Regions from separate parts of the Anser cygnoides genome. Here regions 2 and 3 are each linked to region 1. A link is a contact called in public Hi-C data. All regions are on one chromosome and are shown on one strand. The core of a region is the stretch at or near the end of the contact, and the rest is flanking DNA. Distances in the headings are between cores, read along the strand shown. Region 1 has its middle 16 kb from the start of PMCH. Region 2 has its middle 87 kb from the start of PAH. Region 3 overlaps LOC106035819 (a long non-coding RNA gene).

Region 1 (2,596 bases), core at 66-2,565:
GTTGTTGTTGCCTGTGTACACTATACCTGGTTTTCAGTTTTAAGGAACAGAGGTGAAAAACATTAAGATAATTTTTAAAGGTCAATTTAAATGAAGATACAAAGAGAGTTGCAAGGATAATTTTGACACACACAAAAAAGTTAGGAAATTATAGAACATATTTTATTCTTTGTTAATGCATTTGCTTGCCCCTCAACTTATTTTCAGTCCTTGAAAATATTCTGAGTTTGCAACAGTGTGGAGAATTTGGCCTTCTAAAATCATGAGGCAGTGAGTAGTAATCCAACTGTGGCAGTTTAAGTTATAAATGGAAATGTTTGAGAGATGAGCTGGAGCTGAAGTTAGCTATTAAGACAAACTTTGAGCTATATCCTATAATCTCACCCTTTTAAGCATCACTTGCCTGATATGTAATGGTGATTCGGGATCTGGGTGAGGTAAATAACATACTTGAATTAGTGTAATTTATTCATGGGTTTCATCTGTCACTTCGAGAAAGAAATGTGTTAGTCAAGCATGTAATAAGAGAGTTCAAATAAAGCCTGTCTGAAGCTTTCACAGGTATACAATTACCACATTTTAACTAGAACAGTTGTTAAAGTGTGACCCCTCATGTAAAATACACATATATATACAGCCATAAAAATACTTTTTAGTTAAGAATTTATTCTGTGGAAATATGTTTGTGCTAAGTGCTTCTGAATGTGAGAGACTGCTGGTAGTGGGGATGCTATTCATGGAAGATGTGACAAAGCCCTGCTGCAAATGAGACTTGGTAAATAATCACATTTGCTTCATCCTCTTTTGTAGAATAAAAAGAAAAGTGGATTGGTATCAACAGAGTACTTAGCCCCATTTCTAGTTTAAAAATGTTGACATTATAGGAAATGATTAACTCAGGCAACTCGTGTTTTGCAGCACTGGACCCATGCTACTGCCCTGGGTTATGATTACACTGTTCTATTGCCATCAATGCTCCTCCAATGTTTTAATGCCACTGAATATCTGCTCATCAACTGCTGTTGCATAACTGGCACAGGTAGTACACTGTAATAGGATGGCCAGTAACATTACAACAGCTCTTTCCCAATTCCAGTTCGGTGATTTCATGTGTAATCAGGGAAATTTGCTAAGATGATGGTATTAGATGGCATTTAATTTTACCCCAAATGTGAAAACTGTTAGTGTAATTCAACTATAATATAACCCTACATTGATTAAAAAACAAACACAAAAACAAGCAAAAAGGTTCTTTAGAAGTATTCTGGGGAACAAGTACTTCTCTCTGATATACATCATCCTACTCAGTTCTTAGTTGTATATCAGGCTAGTTCAAGAAACTGATGGGAAGTAAGCATTTGCCCAGGAAATTTTGCATGTACCTCACTAGACCTAGGTAATTGTTCTACCTGTAGATTATTCACTGAGAAACATACTTGTGGCCTAACATTGTATCTGAATAGAAGCTGCATTTATTACCCTAACCCTGTCTGATCTAGAAATATGGGGGAGGAAATTCATGAACTGATAATAATGGTCAATAGTCTGATAATTTGTATGCAATTTATAGTTGACATTATATCTTTCAGTTTTCACTGAGTGAAAATAATGCAGCTGATCATGGCTCTTGTGAACATCCTTTCCTATTGTCCCCTTAAGATCATTATATATAATATAGTGAGATGAAACAAACTTTGAGTTAACTGAGCACAAGAAGGATGTTCCACAAGAAATTCACTCTCTTCTCATACAAAAATAGAATGTTAAGATTTATGACATTCACCTGAATATTTTTAGCTGACTTCTTATGGAAATAAGATTTAGGCAGCCACACAATGTGTAGATTTTGTAGGAGTGTATTGTTAGCTTTTGCTTCTCTGCCACTTTCAACCAAATTTGTTCAGGGAGTAGAGGAGAGGTAGGGACGTTCCTATCAATTTCATTAAAGTAAGTAGCTAGACGAAGAGAGACCCATTAAGTTTCCTAACTGAAGGACAAGTTTCTGTCTGAGCTTACACTTTTTTAGACTGCAGGGAATGAATGTGAATGAGAGTTTCACCTACAGGAAAAGCTTCCACTGAAGCTCGTAATGATTACATAAATTTGAAGCAAACTAAGTGTCATTAGTTCCAATAATCATGAAACTATTTCTTTAGGTTGAAACTGAATACTAGTTCATGCAGCACAGTTTAGAAAAAATGAGCGCAAGGTGGAGATATAATCCTGTCATGGAAAATGAGTTCTGCAAGCTGAGTGCATTCATGTGTTGGGGTTCAGGGCTGCCCTGCCCTATGGGTTTTTCTCTAGAAAAGCCTGTTTTCTTTCCTGCAGACTTTCTTGAATCTCCTCTGTGCATTCTCTAGGCTAAACAGTCACAGCTATCTCAGCTTTTCCACATATACTCCCGTTCCTTAATCATCTTATTGGCCCTTTGTTGGACTCTCTCCAGTATGCCAGTGTGTCTCTGTTGTACTACGGAGCTCAGAACTGGACACAATACTCCAGATCCATCCTCACCAGTGCTGAGTAGAGGCAAAGATCACTTCGGCCTGCTGGCAGCACTCCTCCTAATGCTTCCCCGGAGACAATTAGCCTT
Region 2 (2,596 bases), core at 30-2,529, 210 kb after region 1:
ATCAACAACGTCTGACTCTGTTAAGGAAAATTGACATTTATTAGACACAACTTTCCTTTACAGACCTTCCTCATCTGGCTGTGAAAACACACGCTATTAAAAGGGCTGCCTTACAGCTAAGAAGAATTTTGTATAGAGAACCAAAAAATAATATCAGACAGGAAAGAACAATCTTCATTAGCTTTTTACCTCAAGAAAAAAGAAAAATAAAGTGATTTTTTTTTGAGTTGGCTTCTCTGTTCATACATCAGGGTCCATTTAGCCTATACTGCAATTTCAGTTCTTATTAGCAAAGGTTAAATTCATCCTGCCTTGCATTACTGCAGGATGTGGTTTGAAACATTCTTACATTATCCAAATTCTTTACCAAAACTCTCAGGAGTGTTTGTACAGAATTGTCTTTTTCAGCAGGTGTGTGCCAGTCTGAAGGTCCACATGGAGGTTCATGACAAATAATTTGGTGAACTTAAGGGCTAGACTCCTTGGATATAGGCTTTTATTTCAGGAGTTTTGCTTTTGGTATTGAGGGATAGAACATCAGTCAAATGGACTAGTACTTCTTTCGGACAGAAAAGTTATTCTTTGCATTTGTTGTTCATATTTTTATTGAGTTTCCCCATCAGCTGTTTTTAAGATCATCTATAGCTTGAGAAGGGAGCTTATATGTTTCCTGTGTTAGAAGCTAAGTAGGCAAGTACTAAATCTTCAGGTAATAGAGATCATCCTACCTTCACTGATATTCAGTTCACTAACCTAAGGATCTGTTCTGGTCTATGTGAAGTCAGTGGAAGTTCTGCTGTTGACTTTAGAGGACCAGATTTCACTCTCTATTTTAAATATTTAAACAACTATCTTTAGAAATTGTGACCTTGGTGAGAGCTTTGAAAACACCTGATAAAGGAAATGAGTTTGTGATGTGTTGTTCCATGTAGTGAAAATGCATACATTGTCCTTTTGTTTGGTTTAGTCTGTTTTTATAAAGTACTTGGGGATCTTGAAGATAAATACATAAATTTGAGTAGTTTAGTCTGCTACCTAAGCAAGTGTAGTGAGCTCTTTTGGGCTAGAGCTTTTTGTTTTCTGTATCTCTAATCCAGAAGCCCTCTTGTGAAGATTTACCTTTATGACAGCGGCAAGGCTTGCTAATTCTGTCTATTAGCAGATGTGGATTTTGCTTGTGCTAGGTTAAGTGACTGATAGTGATCTGTCATGACTCAAACACAAGTATGGAAGAAAGTTTGTGCTGGCTCCCCTGAAAGAATGTCTTTGTTGATTTTTATAGGTTTCATCCAAAACCCAATAAGAGAACTCTTCAGTGCCATTAGAGAAAGACAAGCATTTCCAAGAAAAAGGAAAAATTGAATATCTGCATTTTCAGCAGTGACTAGTATTGGTTATTCCTCAGTTTTGAAGTTCACAAGCAGAGAATTCAAAGGAAATATTGGAAGGAAGTCCAAATGAAAAGGGGCCCCAATTTCAGGTTGATGGTATTTTCTGCTATTTAAACTCCTCTTTTGATGTATCTCCAGTCAGGCATCTGAATCACTAGTCATTTTAGAACTTTCCGGCTTATTCTTTTCTTTATTCCTCATCTTTTTCTCTTTTCCTCTTCTCTTTTGTATTAAGGTCAAATCCTGCTTCTCCTGATGCCAATAATAAAACTCCCATTGATTTCAACATGAGCAGGAAATATGCAGTTTGCTATTTACCACAACCACCACAATGAATCTCTGGGAAGAATTCATTTACATTCATTCCAACGATACCATGAAAAATGGGCTCTTGCTATTTTATCACATCCAAACTGTTGCTCTAACTCTAACATCCTAGCTGTTGCTAACAAGTCAGTGATGATTTGTAAACCAACAATTTATGGTAACCACATTCCATCCCCATTATGATGTGTGGTTTGGAAATGGAAAAGTAATCAAGACCTCCTGTTAAGAGACTTTATTTCAGTTGAATGTTTCTGTAAATAAAAGCATTTTGAAAGGATCATTGCTATATATTTCTAACTCCAAATTGTTCATTTGATCTAGGCCCCATCTACACTCCAAATTCCTGCCAGGCTCTGTCTGTCAGGAGTGTGAGATCCCCAACAGTGGCATGAGCATGCTGGCAAAATTGTTTCCATCAGTATAAGTATTTTCACTCAATTGGATAGTTTCACTAGACTGGAACAGCAGTTCCATTTCTTGGAGACAGCTATGTCCATTCCTTGGAATACTTTATAATATTTTATCAGCAGACTACAAGGGTACACTGACATAAATATATGCCTCCTACTACTGTTACAGTAATAGATGAAAAATTATAGTCAGACCCATGGTATGTAGTAATGCCCTTGGGAACTAAGAGCCTGCGTAGTTTTGTGCAACACTTTGTCTTGGTCATAAGGATTGTGGGCAATCACTGTGACACTAAGGAGCACTTTCCAGCACTTTGATGGGAGACCACCTAGAATTACTGGTAAATAGGCTCAAATAAGGGAATTTTGTTCAAGTACAAGGCTCTGGTACCAAATATGTTGAAAAACTTCTTTTGATCTCTTTGACACTAATATACACTATCTTTCAATCCTGCGTAAGAAGCCTGC
Region 3 (2,596 bases), core at 33-2,532, 170 kb after region 1:
AGAGCATTAGACTGAGGCTGAGGCTGGTAACAATTGCAGTCGGTCAGCTAGGCAAGGCTCTCAGAATTTACAAAGAGATGAGAACAGGTCTGTTAGATTTGGAAGTCAGGTTTTAAGCCATATTTTTCGATTGCACAATTGTTAGAATTTAACTCTTATTTAACAAGTAGACTTCAGCATTTGAAGTTGCAAAGTCCATCTGTTCAGAGTCATCTCACAGGATCTTTTCCTCCTGGCTGGGAAGTCTTACAAATTAGCCTTTTTTGTCACTGCTGTGCAGTTAATTTTGAAGAAGATGTGAATGGCATTGCAGAAGTCTCCCTTTCCAAGGGACAGCCAAAACTTCCTTGGCTCACCTGCCAGCTCTGTTCTGACTTCTGTGTCACACATCTGTCTGCTCACACCACACTGTTGGACCACTACTGAGTTTATGGGAATATTTGTGACCATTCTTAATTGAGATGAAGGCTATGACTCCAGCAGCCAACAGCAGGCAAATATCATCTGTCTAAAAGATATACACACTCTTTTATAAAAGTGCATTATTGTTTCTGGCACTTCCTAGATGTCTGAGCTCAAGTGCTGGAGAATGTGAGGGTGGGACATGGTGACTCAGCTGTTTGCTATATAGCATTCGTTAATGTGTTGTATATTTTTCTTGTAAGAACAGTTATAAATAGTTTTGTAGTGATCAGATGGGAAACAGTAAGCATAATCCTTACTCAGCATCACTGGGGAATAAGCTTCCCACCACTTTCTTTCTCTGACACCCTTGTGGTTCCCCAACTGCTTTTTCTACTGGGACGGTGCCTCCTGCCCGGTGCTGGCAGTGCAGACACTCCTCGCCTGATGGGGTGAACAGGAGGGCAAAGAACCAGGAGGAATGCAGGGAGCCTGACTCTGTCCCCACATCCACATGCCAGCTAGATCAAATGGCTATAGATCTGATTCAGGGTCCTCTGAAGTCCAGGCAAATATTTGTATTGATTTCAGTTGCTCTGGATCAGCACTTGTGTACACAGATGAAAGTAAGCTTTTTTTTCCCAAAAGGGGACAAAGTCATATTTTCCTTTCATAGAGAGAAAGGGAGTGCTGATGCCATCTTCCCTGCTCTGCCCCTGGGGCAGTCCATCTAGATATTGTTGTGCATCTTGGTCAGTCGTTAGAGTTCTAGATGATCCCTAGACAGTCGTTCTCATGTGTACCCCCCCCCTTCTTGTCATTGCAAGGCAAAAGGGAGTGATGCATGAATTTTTCTGCCCAGTAGTTCTGAATGTGGAAGGGGTAATCTAAGACCAGAAACATTTCATGGAAAGTGCCAGTTCCAAATGAGGAAAAATTTAAACCTTCATTACCCAAGGTAGCTGTAAGTGAGTGTGACAATGCCTTCATTCTTTAAAAGCGCATTCCACTTGTGCCACCATGCAATTTCTGTTTTTGTTTTGTTTTGTTTTTAAAGCCCTTGTACCTGAAAGTTTTGTTGTTTAATTGATTTTTTTTCTTGGAAGAATATAGATAAGGAACTCACAAGCAAATAAACACTGAGGCTACAGTCCAGGTAAGTTCACTATTTCACAAGTCATTTAAGTTCACATTCTTGCATCTCTTTGTGTGCATCCTCCCTTGGCATGATGTAGAATGCAGTTTATTTTCAAGAGTTAACGCCTGTGGCATGTTGTAGGCATCAGCATCAGAGCAAAAATATGTAATAAGGCCAAGCCCCAGGGACCTGCATGATTTAAAAAGAAGGGCTTTATAGTCCATGATTTGTCAGTTTGATTGGCTGCTGTTGAGGTAATGGTCTGTGTTTAATTCAGCTTCTTGACTTTAATTCTGTGGTTTCAAAGTCTATCTCAAATGCTGGTCAAGCCTCTCACTATAAAACCCTGCTTTGAAATTTCAAATGGGACAACTTTCTTTTGCATGTTGTCAAGGTCATAATGAAATAGAAATTAAAAAGATTATGTCAGTAATTATATGGATTAAAAAACTATTCCATATTGTTATTTTTCAGCAGGAAGGAAAAGGTGTGAAGAGTCACTTTCTTTTTACTTCTGAAATGCAAACGAATTCAGTTATTCAGCTCCTGGAGTATGTTTCTAATGATCACTTTTGGTTGGATTCTAGAATGAGTCTCTGGATAAGGTCCTTCTAAATAAAAATAATATTGTTTGGGGGTAAAACACACAGTTACAACTTTTACAACTTCTGCAATGTCTTCATAAATGATGGTATTTTGACTAATGCTAATGCAATGTCTCTTGATCAATAAAATAAAATTTTCCAGGTATTTATGGAATGCCAATCCTATTTGGGGCAAAGATCTTCTAAGTGGTTATCCTCCTGAAAAAACACCCAGTCAGAGCTACTAGAAGAAGAAGGCAAAGGTCTTTGTACTGTCAAAGTAAGTTTTGTACGTTGCCCTCAGGAAGGTTTTGTAGGTATACCTGTCTTCTTGTTGTATAGTAAAAGTTCGAGATTTTCTGCAATGCTACCTATCACTGAAAACATATCCTAAACCCGGCTTCATTTAAAGTGCCCTATAGGCCTGCACTGTGAATACAGACAGGGCGTTTCAGCCAAAATACCATAATGA

What was found. A called contact is a pair of places that touch in the nucleus more often than the background predicts.
Region 2: a contact with region 1 is called in a Hi-C map of liver, with 2.2 times the contacts expected there. The contact joins two enhancer-like sites. A contact is called at or near these places in 2 of 7 Hi-C or Micro-C datasets (both in liver).
Region 3: a contact with region 1 is called in a Hi-C map of liver, with 2.6 times the contacts expected there. The contact joins two enhancer-like sites. A contact is called at or near these places in 2 of 7 Hi-C or Micro-C datasets (both in liver).

The regions. Positions count from the first base shown.
Region 1 is chr1:60,264,745-60,267,340 of Taihu_goose_T2T_genome, reverse strand. No RefSeq gene overlaps it. Among named protein-coding and RNA genes, the nearest start is that of PMCH, 16 kb to the left of the region's middle. Within about 2 kb of position 1,315, at least 2 of the 3 cell types and tissues checked have open chromatin away from gene starts, as enhancers often do. A contact at or near this core is called in liver, where this site is marked.
Region 2 is chr1:60,059,259-60,061,854 of Taihu_goose_T2T_genome, reverse strand. No RefSeq gene overlaps it. Among named protein-coding and RNA genes, the nearest start is that of PAH, 87 kb to the right of the region's middle. Within about 2 kb of position 1,279, at least 1 of the 3 cell types and tissues checked has open chromatin away from gene starts, as enhancers often do. A contact at or near this core is called in liver, where this site is marked.
Region 3 is chr1:60,099,022-60,101,617 of Taihu_goose_T2T_genome, reverse strand. It overlaps LOC106035819 (a long non-coding RNA gene), which reads left to right. Exons shown (of 3, transcript XR_001206983.3): 2 at 1,509-1,558; 3 at 2,288-2,543. Among named protein-coding and RNA genes, the nearest start is that of IGF1, 82 kb to the left of the region's middle. Within about 2 kb of position 1,282, at least 2 of the 3 cell types and tissues checked have open chromatin away from gene starts, as enhancers often do. A contact at or near this core is called in liver, where this site is marked.